3 separate regions of the Mus musculus genome follow, and regions 1 and 3 are each linked to region 2. A link is a contact called in public HiChIP or PLAC-seq data. All regions are on one chromosome and are shown on one strand. Each heading gives the region's core, a stretch centred on a gene start, on an enhancer-like site or on the middle of the called end of the contact. The rest is flanking DNA. Distances are from core to core; before and after follow the strand shown. Region 1 has its middle 30 kb from the start of Gm17745. Region 2 overlaps Cdk17 (cyclin-dependent kinase 17). Region 3 has its middle 5.3 kb from the start of Gm40742.

Region 1 (3,730 bases), core at 67-2,566, 180 kb after region 2:
AGGGACAGGCAGGATGCCTTTTCCAGTATGGATGTAAATTTCTCTGGTGCTCTTCCTGTGGGCAGGGCCACTTAGCTCCCATACAGTGTAGCTTCAAGCTCCCACCCACATCAGGCTGGTGAGATAGATGGTCAGGGGATGAGATGGAGCTGTGTGTGAAGACTTGGGTCTCCAGGAAGTGTTTATGCCAAGCTAAAGCGGGACAGTCTCCAACCAGTGACTGCAGCAGGCTGGTGGAAAGCAAGGGCTGAGCTGCCAGGCAGGAGATAGCATTTTCACTGAAGAAAGAAAAATTGCCATCAAAGCAGATCTCTTCAGAATGGGGAGGGTCTGTAGAAATAGGTCCCTCTCAAAGACAATTCTACTGGAGGAAGAAAATGATGCTATTAGCAAAACATTTGCATGACAACAAAGAGGGGTGGGGTAAAGCACTCTTCAGTCTGTCAGATAAAAACTGGGCTTGGCCCTTGCAGGAACAATGCAACAAAAAAAGGGTAGCCTTTCCAGCTACTGGAATAGAATAGGCTTCCCACTTGAAAGGGTCACAAAAGTGCGTGGGGCCAGCAATCCTACAGGCCTTCCGTGGACGTTTCTCAGTGAGCAGCCTTCAGCCCCCTGATACCCCCATTTTCTTTTGTTCCATCATCCTACCTCCTCCTGCTCAGTGTTAGGTATGGTAGGAATCACACCTGAAGGGTCATGGAAGGTGCTTGGGAACTGGTGGAGCCTTTGCAGTTACCAGCTGGTGAGGGCAGAGGCTGCAAGAGACTCCAGTGAGCCACTGCCCCGGGGCTCCACGGAGCCAAAGTGGGTCCGTGTATGGAGATGGCAAGAGAATATCAAGGGTAAGAGAGTAACGGGAGGGCCGGATGTCACCAGGGGAAATGAAACTCTGAAGAAAGGAGATGGGGAGGAACAGCTTTATAAAGCACACGAGGGAACTGCCCTTGGCATGAAGACTGACTTTTTTAAGGTCAATGCTGGTCGGGGATTCTGCACCAGGGGCTTTCCTCTCTGTTGCCTGGGTGGGCTGACAGTAAAATTTTATTTAAAGACTATGCAGTCCTTAGCTGCATGTGGTGGTTCATCCTTCTGACCCCAGCACTAGGAAAGTAGAGACAGGAGGATGATAAGTTCAAGACCAAGAGTGACACCCTGCCTCAACAAATAAACAAGAAAACAGGACTGGAGGTGTAGCCTGCGCAAGCCCTTGGCTTCAGTCCCCAGCGCTGACTTTGTAAATGGGAAAGGATGATGAGACATTGGCAGTCATGTGATCCTCTAGAGGAGAGCCTGCTGCACGTGCTGAGGGAGAAGCTGCCTGCACAGGCTCCTGGGTAACTGTGTGGTGCTTGATCCACTGCACAGCCACAGTGAGGCCACAGTAAGATGGCTTTGATCACGATCGGAGAGAACGAAAATAGATCCTATCCCAAGGCAAATCTCAGCAGCCCTTTGGATTCAAGGCAGTGAATGAGGTGGGGGAGGGGTGCACCATGCAAACTTTTTTTTTTGAACCAATGTAGTTTGTGTCTGAAAAGATAAGATCAGAAGGGAAGGCTTATCCAGTGCAGTAGTTCACAGCTGGAAGGCCCTTGGCAAAAGACTGGAGACATTTTTATTTGTCAGAAGACAGAAATACTGCTGGCATGTACAGGGCAGAACCCACAGCTGTCAGCTACACTACAGCATATGGGACAGCGGCCTCCTATGACAAAGGACTGTAAGACTGGGGTTGGAGAGATGGCTTGGCGGTTAAGAGCACTGGCTGCTCTTACAAAGGACCAGATTTTGGTCTCTAGCACCCGTTCACGTGGTGTATAACAACCACACCTACCTCCAGTTTCAGGGGCTCTGATGCCCTCTCCTGGCCTTTGTAGGTTGTCAGATTTCATTTTATCAGTTCCAAGCCTAGAAGTCCTGACATGAACCAAAGCTGGATCCTTGCCATACTTTCTGTAGTATAGATCAATACGCTGGGCCATCATGTGTGGAGTACTTCTGGCTCTGAAGCAGTCAGCAAAATGCTGGTTAGTGGCTCAGGTATTGGTTTAGGGCTGTCAGCAATCTTGACCTGGGGCTGGGATATATCTGTTGTTCACAGAGGTAGCTGGGCTTAGAGGACGTGTTAATAAATCGGCAAAGGAAGTGATACCCTAAAAACCCAACAGAGAAGTAGTTTTCCAAAAGTCAGAATGAAATCTTTATAGAAGAAAAACTGGTAAGACTGAAGGGTGGAGGGCCAAAGGGAACATTTAATCCCAGCCTGTGGGCAAGACTAGACAAGGCTGAAGACTGAGATGGGATCTTTTAGCTTTCCTCAAGCTGAGCAAAACTCTATTAAATAACCCAGTATGGAATTTTACATTATTATTATTTCATTATTATTATAATGAAATCCATAGGAAAGCCATACTGATAGCTTAAAAATAAGACATTCTGAAAAACAGCCACGGGGGACTTGGGTCATTTAACATGGGGAAAAAAAGATGACATAGTGTGCTTAACAGGAGAAGAAAAATGGCCAGATTTCTTTCATCTTCATGGAGGAGCAAATTATAGGAAATGGGCTGAGATTGCCACAGATTTGGAAAAAAAAAAAAAAAACACCAAAAATTGCTCTGGCCACAGACAGGGGAGAGGATATGGTGACTTCTCACCACCAGACCCCTATTTTATAATTGCTCTTGCTGATGCCTTCCCATGGCCTGGCTAATAAGCTGGAAATGGAGGAATCTGTTGCTTTGCAGTGTGGTCTTCATAAGTGAGTTTTCTAACTAACCCATTTGATAGATTTTCATCTCTTCGTTTATTAGATTGTCTGGTGGCTTTGGGGTTGTGTTGACAATGCCTGTAATTTTATAGGATCCGTTTTTCTCCATGGAGCATGGCCATGAACCTATCAATTATATTTTGCCTGTGGGCCACCAAGTAGGCCTTGTATTGACCATTCTGTTTAACAGCTCATTTTATGAGTGAATGGATACCAGCATGCATGCCATGTCATCTTAACCTGTCATTCAGATCAGAGCAATCAAGGAGAGGAAATGGCCTCGGGCTTTGGATATGCATTGGACTGTGTGTGTGTGTGTGTGTGTGTGTGTGTGTGTGTGTGTGTGTGTGTGTGTGTGTGTATGTGTGTGTGTGTTCTCTCAATTTGAAGGCAAACATGTGAGTTTGAACAGGGCATTGGGGTGGGGTGTTGGAAAAGGAAATGAGATCTTAGCCTTGTACAGAAGTCGGTCAGTCCTCTGTCTAAGCTAATTTACTGACTTGTAGATGGAGAAAGACCAAATCTATTGGAAGCCATGTCCTAGGCTGAAGGAGCACCAGGCCCTTGCACTGTTGTGGACTGAACTGTGCAGGTGCTTTAACCTTTGTATAGTCACAGCCCAAGAGGGAACGGAAGTAGATTGGCCTCACCATAGACTGTTTTGTTTCTTTATGAAAATAATTGCTCATGTCTGAATGTTCTTTCTGGGCAGCAGTATTCACTAATGTCTCAGAGTTTCTCAAGGTACAGACAGTTGGTTAAAAAAAAATCACAGATCTTCATATGAAATGGTACACATTGGAAATAACCAAGTCTTATCAAGGGAAACTTCCATCCACACTTGATCCCTTCACCCAGGCTTGTCACCGAGGCAGTAAGTTTGCTTGTCCCCCAAACCCAAACCCCCACATCTTTCTTTGATGATATAGACCCTGATCCTCAGCCAGCTCCAAGACT
Region 2 (3,437 bases), core at 221-2,720:
GCTTGTTTTTGAACACGCTGAGCCATTTCTATACACCTATAATGGGTTTCATGATGACATTTTCATACACAAATACAGTGTTCCTTGATCATCCTGTCCCTCTTCCCAGTCCTTACTCATGAACATATTTTGGTTTTTTTAGACAAAGTTTCTCTGCATAGGCCTGGCTGTCCTGGAACTCACTATGTAAAACAGGCTGGCCTTGAACTCACTGAGATCTGCCCGCCTCCGCCTCCGCCTCCGCCTCCGCCTCCTAAGGGCTGGGATTAAAGGTGTGCACCACCATGCCTGGCCTAGATTGTTGGGGCATTTTAATTTCCCTCTTGATTTTGTCATTACCCTCCAGATCACTCAGACACTCTTACTGTTCTTTTCTCAAGATCTTGTAGAGTTTCTACTTTCTTACTGATCTCTGTTCTCCTTCCCTTACGGTCTGATGGCAAGAAAGCACTACAGTTCCTTTATAGTAAGACTTGTGTTATAGCCTAAGATACGATCTATTTTGGAGAAAGTTCCATGGGCTCCTGGGAAGAATGTGTACGCTTCAGCTTTTGAGTGGTGTATTCCACAGGTGCTCTGTGTGTGGTATAGTTTAACTGAGATTTATTTATTTATTTATTTATTTATTTATTTATTTATTTATTTATTTTTTCTTTTGCCATTTTTTTTCACTCCGGCTTGATCTGTCTTTTGAGGAGAGTGAACTATTGAGGTCACCTACATGACCGTACCTGGACCTGTGTCCCTCTGTCTGTCCAGTAATTTCACTTTATGGAGTTGGGTACGCTAATACTCAGTGCATCTGTATTTGCAGTCATTGTGTCTTTTTAGTGGAGTATTCCTTTCATTGATATAGAGTGACCTTTGTATCTTCTGACTTAGTTGGCTTTGAACTTGGCCTAGTTGGATGGTAGTATAGTTACTTGGGCTTACTTCTAAGTTTTCATTTACTGCAAACATTTCCTCTCTGATCACTTTCAGTCTTAGTATCTTTGCCATAGGCTGAGGTTTTTTTTCCCCCAGACATCAAAGGCTCTTGTTTGTAATTCAGTTAGCTGCTGCTGTTGTTGTTTGTTTTTGTTTTTTTAATCTTTTAATTGGAGAGTTAGACTTTTAAAGACCATTTATAGTTAGAATTGTTAGACAAAGTGTACTAATTTCTTTGTTCTTCACCTTAACACTGGGCTGGCTTACTTTACTAACAGTTCTTGATCCCCCCCCCCCCCCCCCCCCCGAATTCATCAATTCTCCCAGTACAGTTTGTTACGTCCTGAGCTCTCCCCAGGGCTGGCGTGGTGACTGGGAATTGCTTTACTCTCAGAGAAGGTCTGTTTGATTTTAAAGGTTGGCTCTGTTTGCTACGGTAACCTTGGGTGATGGTTTTGTTTCATGGCATGGCCCACGCTCTCCTGGCCTTAGGGATGTCTGCTGAGTCAGTTCTCCTGATTGTTTGCCTTTACAAGTCATCTGACACGCCTTCCTTGTGGCTTTCAGCATTCTTATTCTTCCTTTGTTCTATACTCTTGGCGGTTTAACTATAGTCAGACATGGGGGATGCTTTTGTATTCGGATATCTGTTTCATTCCTGGAATTTCTGACATTTTCTGTATCTGTTTCAATGTAATTTCATTGACTAGATTTACTGCATCGCTAGTCTGCGTCCTAGCTCGCTGACCCTCTCTACTGATTCATAGGTTGGGCCTCTTAGTACTGTCCTGAGAGTCTTGGTCTTTAGTGGCCATTTCTGACCACTTGCTTTCTTGTTCTCTCTTAATGCTTACTGTCTCCCTCTCTTTCCCCATCTCCTTCTGCTTCTGTTTCCCTGTCCCACCCTCTCCCTCTTCCTGTTTATACTTCAGTGTTAAAATTCCTTGGCCTTTTGTCCATCCTTGGAACTCTTTCTTCTAAGAGGTCTAGTGTCTTGGTGGTTGATTAGAGTTTTGGGTTGACTTATTGAACTTTAGTTTTAAGGATTTCATAATTGTCCCTCCAGAATCTTCCTCATTGTTGAATTTCTCATCCACATGTTTAGATTTCTCACTTAAAACTTATATTCACGTTTACTTCATGGATTCATTTATGAGTCGTCTTTAAACTGAACTTTAGAATCCTTAGCATTTTATCTGTTTCACTACTCATGGATTCAGTTATTAAAGAGTCAAGATTCTTTGTAGAAGTAAACTTGCCTTGCTTTTTTTTTTTAATATTTATCCTTCTGTGTTGTGATTTACCCATATGTTGAAATTGATATCTTTCCCATTTTTATACTGCAGCCTTGTCGTGGTTTTTGAATGAGAATGGCCCTCCTAGGCACAGAGTTGGATGCTTGGTCCCTAGTTAGTTGTACTGTTTGGGAAAGATTAGGAAGTGTGGAGTTACTGGAGGAGGTGTGTCACTGAGAGTGGGCTTTGAAGTTTCAAAAGCTTCTGCTAAGCCCAGGCATAGTCACAGTTTGTCTTCTCCCTCTCCTTCTTCCTCTCCCTCTCTGTGTCTCTCTGTCTCTCTGTCTCTTGTCTCTCTGTGTCTCCTGCTTGTGGATCAGATATATGCTCTCAGCTACTGCTCTAGTGCCACCATGTTTTCTGCCATGATAGTCCTGGACTCACCCTCTGAAACTATAAGCAAGCCCCTAATTAAATGCTTTCCTTTATAAGTTGCCTTGGTCATGGTGTCTCCTCACAGCAATAGAACAGTTACTTAGACAGGTCTTAGATAGCATCCTTCAGAAGAGCCCACACCTCAGGACTCTTCAGAAAGGAGAAAGCAAACCACTGTTACAGTAACAACCAAGAGAAACCGAGTACAGAACCACGATAAAAATCCACTAAAGAGAGCTATCAGTCTACCCAGAACTGTCAGAAAAAATGGCAAAAATAACTGAAAGTAAGCTCTGATGTTAAAATTTTATTATAAAACTGATGTGAGGAGGAGCAGGGAAGGACGCAGCCATACAGTTAAGTAAAGGCAGACAAATAACAAGGAACGCCCCTGAGGAAGACAGTGGTAATGGAGCGCAGATACATCAAAGCTAAGTAGGATGTAGCTGGGAAAGAGAAATCTGTTTTCTTCAGAGGACTTAGCCCTGAGTTTATCACTTACACACACCCCAGGGCAGGCCTCATGCTCAGCCAGCTGTACTTGACCGTCACCGACCCTTCTCCAGGTTTTGTTGTTTTAAAGAGAGTAAGAACATGAAGCTGGGTGGTGGGGAAATGGGGACGGAAAAGTATGATAAAAGTATATCATGAAATTCTCAAAAATAAATAAAAACACGATATACACAACATTTAAATACTGAGACTGTAGGGAAAAGAAGACAAGTAATTAGTGACTTTTTCTTTAAAATCCTCTAATATTGGAATAAGTCAGGGCTGGGGGCTGAGGAAAGGGGGACAGATTGGGTTGTCGCTGGAGTGTGTTGTTTTCCCTTGTTCTCA
Region 3 (3,392 bases), core at 571-3,070, 240 kb after region 2:
GGCTAAGAACAAGCTTGAAAGGCTAACCCTGCTTTGTTCAAAATTTGGACTTCAACCATGGAGATGCTTTGCATGGGATATATTGAAAAAAGAACAAGCCAAGAGGGCAGCCTGCCGGGGACAGCTGGAGCTGCCCGGGCTGCTCAGAGCTGAATGGTCTCATCCTTCATCGAGCAGACCCCTGACAATAGTGCAGGCCTCATGGTGGGAGATACAAGAGGTAGGATCTGGTCCTAGGTGTCATGTATAAGGTGCCAGACACTATTCTTGGTGTTTCACCCACAGTCAATCACACGAGTGTGACAGCCCTGATATTTTATGATCTATGGGCTTGGTGCCCAGGGTGGGGATTGTCCATGATGGGGTTTGATCTGCATCCACCTGACTCCAACAACAAGAAAAACAGAGCTTCCTCTTCTAGTTTCCGCCGTGCGCAGTCTCTTTAGGACGCGGTGAAGCTCTGGAAGGAGCAGAGAAGGGAGAGACACACATCTATCTCTCACGCACATCACACACACAGTTATCCTAAACCTCTCTTAGCAGATCCATGCTCCAGGAGGTGAAAGCTGCTGTCCACTCTGCCGAGGCCTGTGGACACTTTGCTTGGGTATCTCTGAAGATGCAGCACTCACATGGGAACTCTGAATAAATGCATCCTCACCAAGCAGCTGCAAACCTTAACGCCAACGCACAAGGACAGAGTTGGGGTGCTCTGAATAAAGACGAGGAATCTTGGTTGGGGGAGGCTTGAAGGAGAGTGTGTGTTTAACCCTTTGACACTGATATGAAGATGTCACCCCAAAAGTTTATTTTTGATAAATACATACTTGAGGTTTTAAAAAATCAGGGGGAGGGGGGAGCGGGGGAGGGAGAGTCTCATAATGTTTTAAGTGTATTTTTGTTGAGTGATGTTCACAGTTTCCCTCGGCATCATGCAGTCCACCGGCTGCAGGTTGAGTGTGTCCTGGAGAGATGAGGAGCCAACCAGTATAATGCTACTACCATCTTAGTTTGTAAATTTTTAACTTTATTTGTGTGTGTGTGGGGTGGGGGGGACACAAACTTATACCCAGAAGTCCAGGCTGACCGCAGACTCTCTACATAGCCCAGGATGGCCTCAAATTTGTGGTAATACTCCTGACTCAGCCTCCAGTATGCTGGGATTGCAGGCATGAGCCACCTTTCCTGGCTTAATAATGCTAAACAGTGGGTGCTGCAGGGTCTCACCGTGCATCCTGTTTTCAACCAGGTTGTAGAAGGTGTGTGTATGGGTGCACATGTGAGCCGGCGTGTCTGTGCCTATGTGGCAGCATGTGTGAATCCATCCTTCAAGGAAGGGCTAAACAGCCATGTGTGAAGGAGTTACTGTCTCAGGGGGACATTTGGAGTCACAGGGCATGGTAGTGGGATGATGAGAGGCCCGCTGGTTTTAATATTGCTTCCCAGAGATGCTTCGGGAAGAGTGAGGAGGTAAATTGGCTGTTGTGAGTGATCTGAGATGAGTCCAAAAGTAGGAGGCAGCTGCTGGCAGGAAGTAAAGGGAGGCTCACTGTTGCCTGGCCCTTCCATAGAACACAGGCACAAAAGGAGAAGAAAGCAAGGGGGCTTGTTTGCCCTTGCTTCCTGGTGTAGACATGCTTTCATTTCAAGATCATCTAAAGAGCTTTCTGGCTTCACAAGCCAGTTAGCAGGAACTTTAGGGAGTGCCCCAGCAGCATACCTGGGCAAGGCTAGGGTGAGGCTCTCATAGAAGCCATGGAGAATGCATTGTATTAAGGACTAGTCATACCTTAAAATAGTCATGCAAGTGAAGCCTTTTGGACACTAGAGGGCGCCATTGACACACAAATGGTGCTTCCAGGCCCACACCACTTCACTGCAGAGGACACCCCACACAACTTAACTACAGTCTAACTTCTTGAAAGTTGAGCCTCCTATTCAACTTCACACCAGTTCAGTGGGATCGGCCTAGTCTTGAAGCAGGAAGCTCACAGGGGCCAGTAGCTGCAGGTTTTCCCAACAGACCTCACCTTCTAAAAACCCCTTAACATCAATGAAAGCAATGACACCTCAGATTCCAATGTCTTGGGGGAATTGCATCAGAAGTGTGCGGTGGAGAGATAGCTCAGTACTGACTGCTCTCCCAGAGGACCTGGGTTCAATTCCTAGCACCCACATAGAGGCTCACACCTGTTTGTAGGGCTTGTGATACACTCACATAGACATACTTGCAGGCAAAGCACCAATGAACATAGAGTGCAGAAGGGGAGAAAGAGAGGAGGAAGAGAAAGAGAAAGGAGAAGAGGAGGAGGAGAAAGAGGAAGAGGAGGAGGAGGGAGGAAAGCTAAGTGAGTTAGTAAGAATCTGAACATGTTTACAAAGGAGTTGTACTTTACTAGAGAGAGAGAAAGGAGAGAGAGAGAGAGAGAGAGAGAGAGAGAGAGAGAGAGAGAGAGAGAGAGAGAGAGAGAGAGAGAGAGAGAGAGAGAGAGACAGGCAGGTTCTTGGAAGGACTCTCTAAATGCCTGAAATGATATGAAAATTTATTGCTTGGTTAATAAGAGGTCTTAGGGTAAGATAAAATGCAAAGCTAGACAACATAATGGCTCTGAAAGTCAAAGATTCAGGTCTCATTCAACAGGTCAACTTTGATCCAGCTATAGTCCCTTCATGGTCACAAGACATCAGTCATTGTTCTAGAGTGACAGAGAACAATCCCTCTCTCCCTTCTTCCCTCCCTCTCTCCCTTCCTGCTTCCCTGAATGTACATCTGTGTGAGTATATGAGTGTGTGAATGTACATGCATATGTCTGTGTTCATGCATGTGTGTGCACATGTCCACGTGGTGTGCATGTGTGTGCACTAGCACAGAAAAGAAATCTCCTCAAGAAAAGTACTCCATTAAACAAACAAACAAACAAACAAACAAACAATTTGGCCAGCGGTGGTAGCGCATGCCTTTAATCCCAGCACTTGGGAGGCAGAGGCAGGTGGATTTCTGAGTTTGAGGCCAGCCTAGTCTACAAAGTGAGTTTCAGGACAGCCAGGGCTACACAGAAAAACACTGTCTCGAAAAACAAAAAACAAAAAACCAAAACAAAAAACCAAAAAAATTTAAAGTACTTTTAAAAAAATGGTTAAAAAAAAGCATTTATTTTCTTCATGTGAATCAGCCTTGCTGTAGAGGGGTTCCATTGTGATGTTCTGACATTTTTAGGCTTGTTTAGAGTTCTACTGTCAATGGCACCTCCCAGTTCATAAAAGTGGATCCAAGGGAAAGTAAAGAGTGGGTGGATATTATTGTTGTTGTTGTTATTACTGTTATTATTAAACAGGAGCTGTCCTTGAGACTTAGTATTTCCTATTTCCCAACAGCTAAAACCTATATTCAC

Evidence for each region. HiChIP or PLAC-seq counts read pairs in DNA pulled down with a chosen protein or histone mark.
Region 1: a contact with region 2 is called in an H3K27ac HiChIP or PLAC-seq map of embryonic stem cells, with 5 read pairs. The contact joins two enhancer-like sites. A contact is called at or near these places in 4 of 484 Hi-C or Micro-C datasets (B cells, embryonic fibroblasts, germinal center B cells and 1 more), 3 of 115 datasets of contacts at active chromatin or transcription factors (CD8 T cells, embryonic stem cells and regulatory T cells) and 2 of 9 other capture datasets (adipose tissue and liver).
Region 3: an HNF4G HiChIP or PLAC-seq map of pancreatic cancer cells shows a contact between it and region 2. The contact joins two enhancer-like sites. A contact is called at or near these places in 1 of 15 datasets of contacts at CTCF or cohesin (large pre-B cells), 5 of 484 Hi-C or Micro-C datasets (B cells, bone marrow-derived macrophages and embryonic stem cells), 3 of 115 datasets of contacts at active chromatin or transcription factors (embryonic stem cells, pancreatic cancer cells and stem cell-derived neural progenitor cells) and 1 of 9 other capture datasets (adipose tissue).

Annotation. Positions count from the first base shown.
Region 1 is chr10:93,364,210-93,367,939 of GRCm38.p6, forward strand. No RefSeq gene overlaps it. Among named protein-coding and RNA genes, the nearest start is that of Gm17745, 30 kb to the left of the region's middle. Within about 2 kb of position 1,317, at least 57 of the 459 cell types and tissues checked have an H3K27ac peak or open chromatin away from gene starts, as enhancers often do. A contact at or near this core is called in embryonic stem cells, where this site is marked.
Region 2 is chr10:93,187,176-93,190,612 of GRCm38.p6, forward strand. All of the region lies in intron 1 of Cdk17 (cyclin-dependent kinase 17), which reads left to right. Among named protein-coding and RNA genes, the nearest start is that of Mir1931, 26 kb to the left of the region's middle. Within about 2 kb of position 1,471, at least 79 of the 459 cell types and tissues checked have an H3K27ac peak or open chromatin away from gene starts, as enhancers often do. A contact at or near this core is called in embryonic stem cells and pancreatic cancer cells, where this site is marked.
Region 3 is chr10:93,424,056-93,427,447 of GRCm38.p6, forward strand. No RefSeq gene overlaps it. Among named protein-coding and RNA genes, the nearest start is that of Gm40742, 5.3 kb to the right of the region's middle. Within about 2 kb of position 1,821, at least 69 of the 459 cell types and tissues checked have an H3K27ac peak or open chromatin away from gene starts, as enhancers often do. A contact at or near this core is called in pancreatic cancer cells, where this site is marked.